Regions from separate parts of the Neogale vison genome. Here region 1 is linked to region 2. Evidence: chromatin contacts called from public Hi-C data. All regions are on one chromosome and are shown on one strand. Each heading gives the region's core, a stretch centred on a gene start, on an enhancer-like site or on the middle of the called end of the contact. The rest is flanking DNA. Distances are from core to core; before and after follow the strand shown.

Region 1 (6,647 bases), core at 1,317-3,816, 190 kb before region 2:
TGACAGTGCCATAGCCTACCCAAGTGACCACGAAGACCTCAACAGATGGCACATGTGATCGCCAACCCTGCAAGGTTTGGGGAAGTGCGGCCGGATGGGCCCGCTCAGAGACCGACTCACCCTTCCTCTCGAAACTCGGCTGTAGTTGAGCCTCATGAGTTCTGCAAACCTCTGCTCATAGAGGTGAAGCAGCAGCACCAGATACAAGCCTGAATTCATCAGCTCATTTTGTGCCTAAATATGGAAAAGAGACTTTTAAGTTCATCTATAAAATATTCATGATCTAAATCATGGGGCGGAGGGAGGAAAAAAAAAAATAGAGAAAAGAACCGACAACAAAAAAATAAAAAGAAATCACGGGGTGGAGGGAGGGAACAAGGCAGCAGGGCAAGGCCTGTCCTTGGGGATCAGAGAACGGAGCCAGAGGGGGGGTTCAGCATGGAGGCTGGGCTGTCGTTCTGGAATTCTCTGCTACTGCGTGGAGGATGCCCTTGGAGAGCTCCACACTCCAGGCTCAATCCCATGCACATTAATTAATTAATTAATTAATCCCAGGGGCATTACATGCCAAAGACTTGAGCTGGGTGTTGTGGGGAACGTGGGGCGAAAGGTCTCCATGGGAGAACCTTGTTCAGAAATAGTTCCAGTACCAGCTGGACGGCTCAGCTACAATGTGTGTGTACTAGGACTTGGGGAAGGCCTCTTGGATGGTCCTGACAGGGTGGGAGGGCCTTTGGTTGGCTCTGAGGGTTGATGAGGGCCTTCCAGACAGAGGCACTGAATGCCAGCAAAAGCCTGGGGGCTGGGAGAGCAGAGCATGTGTTGGGTAACATTCCCTACTCTTGAGTGTGGCTGGAGTATATGAGGAAGGTGTTTGTTCTGGATTGGAAACATTTTTTTGGCATCAACTGCAGAGATGGGATGGGGGGATCCCATCAGGCAGAACGGGGAGTTTGGGTGTCATGCTGTGTGTGTGTGTGTGTGTGTGTGTGTGTAGCTCCTGGGCTCTGAGCAGAGGACTAAACACGATGGGATGAGTGTTTTAGGAAGGCAAAAGTTTCTGTGGGAGAACTGGGGACACAAAAGCACATGAGACCTGCAAACCTAGGTTCATCTTCCTAGATCCCTCGTTTGTCTGGAGAAAAGGCCCCAGGCCTTGGGTCTGTATGTTTCTCTCTCTATAACTGGGCTTAAGGATGGTCTCACGTACAGCCCCTGCCCCGGCTGGTCTATTATTTAACTCCCCGACAGTGAGTGTGTGCCCGGCACTCCCACATGGCCTGGGAACCGCAGGGCCTTGGCTCATCCCTTCCTCGTGTGGTCATCTGGCTTGTTTTGTGCTTCTTTTCTGAACGTCTCCCTCCCACCATTCCCAGGCTGTGTCCATAGCTTTTCCAGCTGCCACAATGTCACCAACCTGTAGAAGCCTTCCCGATGAATCTCCTTTGTTCCACTCATCCCTTCCTTCCCTGCTTCCTAACTCTTTTCTTTTGTACACTGCGTCTTGCCCTGGTTCGTGTTTTCACTTTTTCTCGGTGGGTGGGTTGTGTTTTATTTTTCTTGCTGGTGCTTGGAACATAGGGAGGTACCAGGGAGGATCTGGCTGATGAGAGCTCCTTGGTCCTTAGTTCCTTGGCAGCAGTCACCCTGGGGACCCTTCCTAGACCTTCAATAAATGAGGGGCCATTAGTAATGACTCCTCCCTCTTTACCCCCCACATGGCCTCCTGTCAAGTCCCCATGGATCGGGGGGTGGGGATAGGCCAGCAGGGGCTCCCGAAGTTCTTGGGAGACTAACAGCCTCATCAGGGGACATGGTCCTCTGCCTCACCCTGGGGAGAGGTCAGAAGTGTGACCTTTTTCCTGGGGTAACCGAAGCTCAGACCTGACACAGGGACCACCTCAGTGCCTTTCCCTTCCTTCTGGGCCCATTTCCTTGTCCGGGTTCCATCCAGGACAGCTCAGGAAGCTGGCCCAGGACACGCCTCTTCCAGGATGAATTGGCCACCAGAAAAGGTGCCCAAATCGAGCAAGGATCGATGCATTCTTCCTTCTGAGTCCTGTCCAAGTCTGGATCTTGCCCACTGGCCTCAAGGTCATGGCTCAAGGCCCCTCTGCTCTCCTGCCTTGAAAGGCACTAGTCAATTGTCCTTAGCAGTTAGCCTCCTATTTTTAGACTTTGGTCACGTTTTCTGTGCTCTTCTGACCTTGGCCTAGAGCAGGCAGAGAGGAAGATGCTTGTTTTCACTTTTTTCTCCTCGCCTCCTCCCACCTTCCCCCTGAGTCTGTGCCTCCTTCGCAGCCTTAGAAGCTACTGCCCTTGGGAAGCCTTCCTCACCCACCCGTCACACCAAGCCTTGCCCCGTTTGCTTTCCTCGCTGGCGCTGGCGGAGGCCTCTCCACTGGTTTTCTCTCCGGCACTCTCTTCGCCAGGAAGCCTTTCTGCTCAGAGACCCTCTGATGCATAATGGCAAATCAATCAGCTAGAAAATGGCTTGGAACTATCAGGTTTGTCAAAGCATTCAGGGAAATCATTTACTTTTTATGACTCAATAAGGCCTGGAGGCATGCAGATGGGAAAATATCCACTAATGTTTTCTGCAGATAATTTGAAAAGTCACTTCTTAGCAGATTGTGTCTCTTCTCGGGTCTGTGGGAGGGAACCTGTCACGCGGCGCTGTAAATCTCCCTGGCCGGGCTCCATGATGTGCAACCTTCACCGAGCTAGTGATGCCCCACGGAGGGGCTGGGCCGACCAATCAGAGCAGGCATGTGCTGGGGAGCTGGGAGACATGCTCCTGCTCCGAGCCACAAGTGGGCGGGACTTGTTCTCAGAGAGAGTTCCAGGGCATTCGTTTGGCAAGGGCAGAATGAGCTAGCTTTTGGAGCATTATTCTTTGGAGCTGCTCCCGACCTTTCCTCCTGACCTGGTCCCATGGGGCATGGACACCCCCGTGCTGTGTCGACGGGTGGGGCGAGGAGCAGGCTTCAAAGGGAGGGGGCTTGTGAAGCGGCGGAGGAGAGCCCTGGAGCCCTCGGGCTGCCTGCCAGATGTTTTCCTTTCTGTTCTCTTGCCCCACTCCCACCCCTTCATTTTGTTTAATATTCATTTTGGCCAAGAGATTTGCTACCTATGGCAATTCTCAATATAATCCACTCAAGAGAAGCAGACGGCTTGGCTGAATGTTCCATCAAGTCTCCAAACGTGTTCAAGAGATGCTCCCAGGTGTGAGGGTGATTAGGTGGCTGCGTGTGGCCAAGGACATCTGTCCGTGGCTGAGATGGAGCAAAGCCAGGCCTGTGCCTCAGAGCAATGACAGCCAGAGGCCCGCTGAGACCCTCCTCCGCTGACAGAAGTGCACCTTCATCACGCAGTGGGTGTGGACCCCCCAGAATGGGCAGCCTGGGGCCGGCAAGAGCCAAGACTTTGGGCAGAGCTTTAACTGTGCATGGCCAAAGTGATTCCATTTATAAAAGGGAGAAGTCACCTCTATCCTGCCTATGTCCCCAGGGTGTTAGAGCCAAATGAGCTAATTCAAGGGGACATGGTATTTTGCAAAACAAAAATATCCTGTAAGAGGCAAGAATGAAAACTAGGATTCAGGGCAAGGACCCCAAGGGCTTTGTGTGCGCCTGTGTTCCTCATGCCTAGGAGCCTAGGCCAGCACCTGCGGTGTAGTATATGCTCAGTGAATGCAGGTACAGATGAAAGAATGACAAAAAATGTATAATTTTGGGCCAGACTGTGGCCCATTCAATTATGACTCTTGACGATAGTTGACTGCCAACTTGAATATGCATCAGAATTAGAGAAAGGACATTTTAACAGGGTTTTTTTTTCTTTCTTTTTTTCTTTTTTTTTTTTTTAAAGATTTTATTTATTTATTTGACAGAGAGAGAGAGAATCACAAGTAGGCAGAGATGCAGGCGGGGGTGGGGGAGCAGCGCTGAGCAGAGAGCCCGATGTGGGGCTCCTCGATCCCAGGACCCTGGGATCCTGACCTGAGCTGAAGGCAGAGGCTTTAACCCACTGAGCCACCCAGGCGCCCCAGAAAGGGCATTTTAAAATACAGCTGCTGGGTACCACCTCTCCCCCTTCCTCAGATTCTGATGCAGCAGGTCTATGGTGGGGCCAGAGAATGTGTGTTTCTAACATGTCCCCAAGGGATGCTGACGGTACTAGGCTGGGGACCTCCCATGGCTGAGAACCAGTGCTCTGAACCAAGGATCAACAGTTAGTCTGTAGCTGATCAGCTGAATCTGGCCAGAGGATGTGATCTGACTGGCAGGCAGGAAGGAAAGGACGGACGAACACTTCTTCAGCTGGGGAGAATCCTTTCTGTTTTGCCTCCTTTCCGACCACCCTGTTGTGATGATACTTGTGGGATTCTGACCATTTGTGACCTGTCTGGTGTCTAAGGCATTTAAGTGTAGAATCTGTGTTCTCGACTGTTCCTCCACCTGCTTTCTCTTCCAATACCCGGGTACGGAGCCAGGACCCAGGACTCCTCCTTCCTGGGCAGCACTCACAGGAGGAATGGATGCCTGTGGGGTTTAATTTTTAGGCATTTTTGAGGCAGGAGGCGGGTGGGTTTGAGAGGCCACAAGCCCCGCTGGGCCGAGGATTGGGCCACCAGGTCTGGGGGCCCTGTGCTGCTTCTGCCTCATGGGACCACCCTGCACACAGCCTGTCCAAGCTCCTAATCCCATCTCAGGAGGCCTATTTACAAGCTCTGACCCTGCAAGGCCTACAGCAACCGACACAGGATAATCAGACTTCGAGGCCCTGTGAGGGCCCACGGGCAGCCGTCACCCTTCCTCTGCTCAGGTGCTCTGAACCAAACCAGGGCAACACTCTGGTCTGAGCCCCTCCACACCCTCAAAGCCACTGACCTGCTACCAATCGTTGAGCTGTGGTTTAGAGCAGTGGTTCTTTTTTTTTTTTAAGATTTTATTTATTTATTTGACAGAGAGAAATCACAAGTAGATGGAGAGGCAGGCAGAGAGAGAGAGAGGGAAGCAGGCTCCCCGCTGAGCAGAGAGCCCAATGCGGGACTCGATCCCAGGACCCTGAAGGCGGCGGCTTAACCCACTGAGCCACCCAGGCGCCCTAGAGCAGTGGTTCTCAAGGGTGCACAGGTAGAAGCTTCACTCCTCTTTTTCCTTCTTGGTCTCAAATGTCTCTTCCTCAGGGAAACCTTCTCTGGACCTGAAAGTGGGTCAGACCTCTTTGTGGCCGCGCATCCCTTGTTCTGTTCCTCCCACGCTGGGGGGTACCCTCACTCTGCTCCTCCCGTCAGAAGGAAGTGACTATGTTGGTCTTGGGCACTGAGGTATCTCCAGGATAGTATCCGATCAACAGCAGGCACTTTGTTGTGTATTTTGCCACACTTAAAAAAAAAAAAAAATTGATGGGGCGCCTGGGTGGCTCAGTGGGTTAAAGCCTCTGCCTTTGGCTCGGGTCATGATCCCAGGGTCGTGGGATCCAGCCCCACATCGGGCTCTCTGCTCAGCGGGGAGCCTGCTTCCTCCTCTCTCTCTGCCTGCCTCTCTGCCTCCTTGTGATTTCTGTCTGTCAAATAAATAAATAAATCTTTAAAAAAAAAAAATTGATACCTGGCCCTATCCCAGATCGATTCAATCAGACTCTCTGGGGCCTGGCCTGGGCATGAGTATTTTAATAGAAGAAAAAAAAAAGACATGCAGCTCAATGTTCATTTTAATTATAGTAGATCTTTGTGTGCTTGTGATTTTTTTTTTTTAAAGATTTTATTTATTTATTTGAGAGAGAGACAGTGAGAGAGAGCATGAACGAGGAGAAGGTCAGAGAGAGAAGCAGACTCCCCGTGGAGCTGGGAACCCAATGCGGGACTTGATCCCGGGACTTCAGGATCATGACCTGAGCGGAAGGCAGTCGTCCAACCAACTGAGCCACCCAGGCGTCCCGTGCTTGTGATTTTTATAATTGAGGAAAAGCAAAAATCAGCCAACCAATCTAAATGAGAAAAATGCTTAAGAGAATAAGTTAGTGGGTTAGCAAGTGAGTTGAGGTTAAGTGAGACCCAGGACTGGCCTGGAGTCAGTTCCAGACTTCTTCTGGTTTTGTCCCTTTCTTTGAATATGCCAGGAGCGTTGGCTAAGATGGCACAAGGGACCAAGGTTTGGGAGTCGGGAAGGGCTTGGCCCTCAGGAGCCCAGGTAGACACATCAAGTCCAGGGCCAGGCCAAGGGGCCTCCCCAGCAGGGGACAAGCCGAGGGTAGATGACCTCCTCCCTATCTTTGCGTTAGACAACAGTTACTTCTGCTGAGGTCCGTGGAGAGTTTCTGAACTTGTCGAAGTCTTGCTTCCCTACTGTCTCAACTTTAACCCAGACTGTTAGCAAGTAGACTCTAGTAAATTCACAACAGGCCATCGGAGCAGTCTGACCCACTGTGAAAGGGTGAGCCCCCCCACCCCCCTCCGCCACTGTTTTCCAGCAGCACGGAAATAGTGCGCGTGGGTTCTTGGGACTGTTGTTCTTTCACCAGGCTGGGTCTGTCAATGTCGTGTCTACCTGTGATTACAATAAAGGGCATTTTCAAAAGGCTTTGATGGCCTGTCAGGTTCTTACTGAAACTAATTTAAACTCTTTTCTGCTTCCATGTAG
Region 2 (6,958 bases), core at 813-3,312:
GGTCACATAGCTGGTAAGTCTATGTGACACTGCGATTTAAACCCAGGTTTCCAGACTCCAATCATGACGATGTTGTAGTGCCTCTTTACGTGTATGAATAAACCTTTCTGCATATGTATTAACCCTTGTAGTCATTAGCTAGATCAAGATATTGAACATTTCCAGCAACCCAGAAGGCTCCTTCCTGCACTGTCAAATCCCCCATAAATAATCACTATCATGCGACTATCACCATAGATAGGTTATTGTTAGAATTAATCTAAGTTTTTGGAGTTATCAACAAAAGATTCCATATATCAATCCTTCGCCTTGCCATTTTAGCTGTAGTATTCAAAGCTGCTCCAACTTTTCAAGCATTCATTATAGAAAATAGCTGTTGAAAATGGCGTCGTATTCCATTTCTTCTATTATTCTGAAGTTAACACCAATTTTTAAAAAGCCAAAGAGACTCCTGGATGAAGTAGGTTCAAAGAACTGTTAGCAAACAAACAAAATTATCTTGAGAACACCACGGACACACGTTCCTTGACTGAGGTAGTTTGGGGGGCATCTATTTCCAATCATTTCGTCTCATTAGGAAACAGATGACCAGGAAAGGTCGTCTCAGTTTATGAACATTAAGATTAGCCAGGAAGAGTATGTAATAGTGATTGCTTTGCATCATCTCACAGAACGCGAAAAAATTTATGTCCAGATATCTTCCACAGTTGGCTTGGTGTTTTATGATGCAAGGGAAAGGAAAAGGGGAAGAAGCTCTAGGTGGGGGGTAATGGGGAAGTCCGACCTCGGAGGAGGCTTTAATGCGGTGGCTTTCCGTGCCTTGCCCACTAGCTCTGAAAACCACATTACTTCTGTCCCACCTGGCAGCGACAGAAACAGCGTCACAACTTCACCTCTGGTTCTCAAGCTGTGGTTGGTGAATTTTCGGCAATTATTCTAGATAACATAGTCTCCCTTCTCTCTCCTCCCTCCCCACCCACCTCCCCACCCAAGGCTGGTTTTGCACCTCATTCTGATTCCCACCACAGCCAACTGTGGCATTTGGAGCAGTTTACATATTACAGTTGAGCATCAGGCAAAGGATAACCGACGTATGTAGGGTTTGATGATTCTGGGAGTGATGCGTACGTAAGGTGACTGAAGTGGGGGGAAATCTAGAGGAACGTTCTGCCCATTAAAGCAGGAGGACAGGCCCAGAAGTGGGCGCACGTGACAGCAGCAGCACCTCGAGAGTGACATCACCCCTCCGGGGGCGGAGCCGAACTATTTAGGGCCTTGTCTGCTACTGAGCGTCCACCCCTCTTCCGCACCAAACCCCTCGACCCCACCAGTCAGAGCCCCCTGAGGAAACGAGAAATGCCCAGACCTCACAGAGCGGCAGAGTCAGGGCCCAACCTCTCCGCGCAGGGAAGGGTTCGCTCTTCGCTCTCTCTCCCAGCCACTCCCCACCCCCAAACTGTGGAGGGGGCGGGGGCGCGCGCGCTCCACCACGCACGCGCCCCCACGCACGCGCTCTCCCTCCGCGCTCGCGCTCCTCCCCACCCCGGCCCGGAGGGGGCGGGGCTGCGGGCGGCCTGAGAGGGTGCGACGCCCCCGGCGCGGCGGCGGCGCTAGCGAGCGGCCGGCCGGGCGCGGGTTGCTGGGCGCGCTGTTCCGGCGGGGCCCGCTGGCACAGCCGCCTCACGCGAGCCGCCCGCCGGGCGGGGGAAGCTGTGAGCACTCCGAGAGCCGGGCTCGGGGCTGCCGGCGCTGCCCTCCCGCCGCCGCCCTCCGCGCCTCCTCCGGGCGGCCCCGCCCCCGTTCCCATCCCCCTCGCGCTCACCTCCCGGCTGTGCCGCGCGCGAGGCGGAGCAAGGCGCCCGCCGCAGCTGCCGCCGCCGCCGCGCTGAGGGGCGAGAGCCTGCACCGGCGTCGCCGCTGACAAGAGGACCGCCGCGGGCTGCGCTTGCCCGCCGCGAGGCCCCGCCGCGCCTTTCCGGGGCGCAGACCCACCGCGGACGTTGGAGCGCAGCGAGGTGCTCTGGGAATCGCGGGCGGCGCCGGTGGGCGGCGCGGTCCTCACTGGGGATCCCGGGGGCTGGGGCTTGACCCCGAGGTGCAGCGAGCCCCTGAGAGCGGCAGGTAAGAGACCCGGGGAGCGGCGGAAGGAGGGGTCGCCTCAGTGACAGGGGCGTTCGCCTCCAGTGTCTCGGCTCCAGGGAGAGGGGCGGGGGCGAGCAGGGAAGCAGCGAAACGGGCTGCGAGCGAAGTGCCTCCGGTGTCCAAGGTGTGGGGAAGGTTGGCTCCAAATGTGGCACTCAGGGTGGCTTCAGATGGGGCCAGGGACGGTCCCTTCGGTGTCACGGAAGGTGTCATGGAATTTGGTACCGAGAGAGTCTCTAGATGACGGGGACCCAGGATGAGATGCGAGGCAGATTGCTAAACGTGGCAGGCAGTGCGGTGCAGAACGAGTTGCAAAATGTGCCCCCAGAATGCAGCATAAAAAAGTAGTTGTGAAATGTGCTAGGTAAGGCGCAGGGTGGGTTGGCCTGTGTGGCATCGAAATTGATGGTAGAAGTGTTTGAGCGATATTAACAATCCCTCTGGGAAAGGAGATGTAGTCTAAGAAAAGATTAATAAGGCTCATTGCTAGATATTTTATCACAGGAAATCTAGAGGAGCTATGATATGCTATTTTTTTGAGATAGAGATAGTAGGTACCCACGTGAAAGAAAAAAAGCATATTGTGTCTGGTTGTGAGATGGGAAAGAAAAAATAAGGCTAAAATAATTCTAGGTTTTGCTGTCAGCTTGTAGAGAGTACTGATAGAATTGTATCCTGGCTTTTATTTCAGTTGTGGAATGTTTAAAATGGGTTTCACAAAACATAAACAATGATCATTAACATTAGGAAGATTTGGTGTTTTGGGTGTCTTTCACACTGTTCTCTCCTCCTCTCCAGGAAAAGAAACACAATAAACAAAAAAACGCCACATCTTGATCATAATTCTGAGTTCAAGATCATTAGGCAAAGGGATTTTTCCCCCTATGTGCTGCTGTCTTCATTTTCACACAGGTGAAAATATCTGGAATGAAGAAAACAAAACAATATGGTGAACAAAAGGGATAAATTTTCAGGCATTTTGAGGGGTTGGAGCCAAAAGCTATTGCGGTGGTTAATTACAGTGAATGACAGTAGTGATATATTCTTGCGTGTTCTTCACGTTGGGGTGGCAAAATAGGGGAAAAAATTGAATACAGTAAATGTAGCATAAAAAGCAGCAACATGGATACTGTCAGTGGAGCACTTCTTACAGCGTTTCCCAGGTACATCATCTTAGGAATGTGAGCACAAGAATAAAATAGTATTCTCTCTCCATCTCTGTTTGTCTTTTTGTGTGAAATTACCCACATGCTGCAAAACATTGTGACTTCTATTTAAGAAGGACATCTGTGGTTTGAGAGGATTGTCAGAAAATAGCTGGAATTTCAGAAGTAACAAAAGATAGTTCAATGAGCTATGCAATAGAACTTACATATGTATGTTCAATGAGTGTCTATATGGTATGAAACAAGCAGAAATAATCTGGATGCGTTCATTAGGATGTAGTTAATGACTGAGAATTTAGTGGTTTGTGTTGTGATTATTGTATAGAGAAATTGAATTACTTGCCTGAAGAATGTTGTTTTTATAATAACAGTAAGTAATTTGCTAGATAATATGAAAATTCATACTGATTGGCTTCTTCCTGCATCCGCATTCAGACACTGAGGGATCATTTGCTTCAAAGAGAAAACTGGATTTTACTTGGTGATTAATAATGGGTTTTAGCTTTAGTTTTCTATAGATACGTCCCTCACCTTGAGTCTATGTTGGGGCTAAAGCAGAGAGGAGAAGGCAGAGGAGAATAAAGAGCAGTTCTGTTGGGTCTTCCTGTTTTGTTCTGACTGTAAGCCATATGTACTGCCACCCCCTACTGTCTGCAGAAAGAGGTGTTTCAGAGCCCCATTCTTTTCTTGTTATCACTGCCCCCTTGTGTAAGGGAAGAAATTGATAGTTGCACTTGGGAAAACCGCTCTCAGATTGTTCTTGACAGGGTTGTTATGTGGTTCTATTAATAATCTATTCTTTTCAGAGTTGCAGGGCTTCTAACTTACTGTTTATCAGGCTTCAGATTTAATGTCTGTTTTTAATAGTATCCAGTTTTAGTCAGTAATTCAAATTGCACAGAATGTTTGTAATATTTTTGGGAAGATGAGAGTCCTGTTACTAGTAGAATTACTAGTTGTAATAACTCACTAGTTGTAATAACTCTTATGGCTCTTATTCTGTGCCATTCTCGTTATACATGTTTTAATCAATTTCAATACCCTATGAAGTGTGTAATGCTATTTACATCTTACTGATGAGAAATTGAAACACAGAGATGTTCAGTAACTTGCATAGGACAGTCAAGAAACAGATTTACCTGGCAAGTGGAAGAGTTGAGTTTCAGTAAGACACATACATGTTAAACCTGCAAATATACCAAAAATAGAGTTATTTTTGGTAAGAACATTTCTCTTACGGGATTTATTTTTGTAATTTATCTCTGGAATTTTGAGTAGAGGTGTATCAGTTCTTTTTATGTAGTTAAGGAGATATAGTGATGGAAGTTGGTTTTGGGGTGACTTTAAAGATAGTTACTTTCAGGTGGCTTGGGGTGTGTGTGTGTGTGTGTGTGTGTGTGTGTGTGTCCACAGTTTGCTGTAAAGGTTTACTGGTGCTTTTAAAGAGGTAGTACACCACACACACAGAGATCTATACATTCTCTCTTTAAAAGCACCAGTAAATCTGGGCGCCTGGGTGGCTCAGTGGGTTAAAGCCTCTGCCTTCAGCTCAGGTCATTATCTCAGGGTTCTGGGATCGAGCCTCGCATCGGGCTCTCTGTTCAGTGGGGAGCCTGCTTCCCCGCCCCCCCGCCTGCCTCTCTGCCTACTTGTGATTTCTATCAAATAAATAAATAAAATCTAAAAAAAATAAAAAAATAAAAGCACCAGTAAATCTTTTCTGCTAACTTTCTCAATGAAAATTGAGGAGAAATTATCTATTTTCCTACCTATTCATATTTTTATGATTTATTTTAAAAAGTAACAAATATGGATTGGATGAATGTGTATATTTTACCGCTTCCATCAATAACTGTGGCTCAGATTTTTGTCACACTTACACATTCATATATATAACATATGAAATCATAGTTATAAAAAATGTGTAAAGTATAAAGAATAGTGGGGGCACTTGGGTGGCTCAGTCAGTTAAGCATCCAGCTTGATTTCGGTTCAGCTCATGATCTCAGGGTTGTGAGATTGAGCCCTGTGTTGGGCTCCGGTGCTGGGTGTGGAGCCTGCTTAAGATTTTCTCTTTCCTTCTCCCCCTCCCCCACTCCATAATAGAAAGAAGAAAAAAGAAAAAAGAATAAATCAAATCACCTCTTATACGTAACAATTATTTTCTTCTGTAAGCCAAACTTTCTGCCATTCTATAAATCATATACCTCATGTAATCAAACATTTCTTTCATTTTTATGTATGTTTGTTGATAAGGGAATTCAAGATAATCTACTGATTATCTGCCTAAGTTTTATTTAGGATGTACACTTATGTACTCTAGTATATTTAGTAAATTGTCATAGACTTAGATCATGCTCTGTATTTTGGATTGGTTGGTAGTTCCTTTTAGCATACTTCATTTATGAAACCTAATTTGATGTTTGCATCTTTATCATAAAGTTTTACTAAAGTTGTTAAACATGCGATGATTTCCCTCTTCCATGTTTGATTTTTGGATGTCCCATGCTGGCACTCTAGCTTTCCCCCATACTTCCCTTAAATGCCTTCTCTTTTTTCACGTTTTTTGAAAGATTTTGCGTGCATTATTTTGAATGGAGAAGAAAGTAAGCCTGGAAGGAAGTATAATAATCCCCTCTTACCTGTGAGGGATACATTGCAAGACCCTCAGTGGGATGCCTGAAACCATGGATAGTACTGAACCCTATATATACTGTTTTTTTTCTATGAGTATATACACACAATAAAGTATAATTTATAAATTATGGATAGTAAGAGATTAGCAATAGTAAGATAGAACAATTATAACAGTATATTATAATAAAGTTATGAGAATGTGGTCTCTCCCCTCTAATTATCTTACTGTATTGAATTCATTTTTCTTGTGATGACCCAAGATGATAAAATGCCTATGTGATGAGATGAAATGAAGTGAATGGTGTCGGCGATGTGATGTAGCCTTGTGTCACTATTGACCTTCTGACTATACATCAGAACGAGGATCATCTGCTTCTGGACTGTGGGTGGATTAGCAGGGGACTAACATATACTAAGCCAGTACTAGTTCCAAAGAGGGATTATTAGAATAGTTGATTTTTTTTTTTTTTTAATTTGAGTGAAAGACAGAGCATTGACCAAGGGGGAAGGGCGGAGGGAGTGTGAGAAGCCGACTTCTGGCTGACATGGAGCCCTGTGTAGGGCTCCATCCCAGGACCCTGGGATCATGATCCAAGCCGAAGGCAAATACTTAACAACTGAGCCACCCAGGCACCCACGTCTAACATGGTCATCTGATATGTCATTCTTTTCTTCAGAATCTTATTGTAGCACTTCATCACTTAATGTATGAAACCGAAACTCCTTCCCAAACCGTGTATAGTCCTTCGTGATGGTCTGATCTTTGCCTCCTCTTTAGACTCATTGTCACATTCTTCAAAGTTCTAGGCATCAGGAGATAGATATAGAGAAATATATATATACATACACCCACCCATCTAGAATATTATTCAGAGTAACTCCTGGACTATAGTGAAAACAGACTCTAAAGATAAACTAATTTTTATTTCTTTTTTATTTCCTGGGTTGGGGAGAGGAAGATTAGAAGTTTACCTGTGTGATGTTTAGCTGAATTTTTTTCATTATATATTACA

The links. Hi-C and Micro-C count contacts between places; a contact is called where the count stands out from the background.
Region 1: a contact with region 2 is called in a Hi-C map of muscle, with 5 times the contacts expected there. The contact joins the enhancer-like site here to the promoter of TANC2 in region 2. A contact is called at or near these places in 2 of 3 Hi-C or Micro-C datasets (fibroblasts and muscle).

Annotation. Positions count from the first base shown.
Region 1 is chr5:15,699,805-15,706,451 of ASM_NN_V1, reverse strand. It overlaps MARCHF10 (probable E3 ubiquitin-protein ligase MARCHF10), which reads right to left. Exons shown (of 10, transcript XM_044250370.1): 8 at 121-234. Among named protein-coding and RNA genes, the nearest start is that of MARCHF10, 65 kb to the right of the region's middle. Within about 2 kb of position 2,566, the one cell type or tissue checked has open chromatin away from gene starts, as enhancers often do. A contact at or near this core is called in fibroblasts, where this site is marked.
Region 2 is chr5:15,504,555-15,511,512 of ASM_NN_V1, reverse strand. It overlaps TANC2 (protein TANC2), which reads left to right and starts at 2,062. Exons shown (of 26, transcript XM_044247669.1): 1 at 2,062-2,121.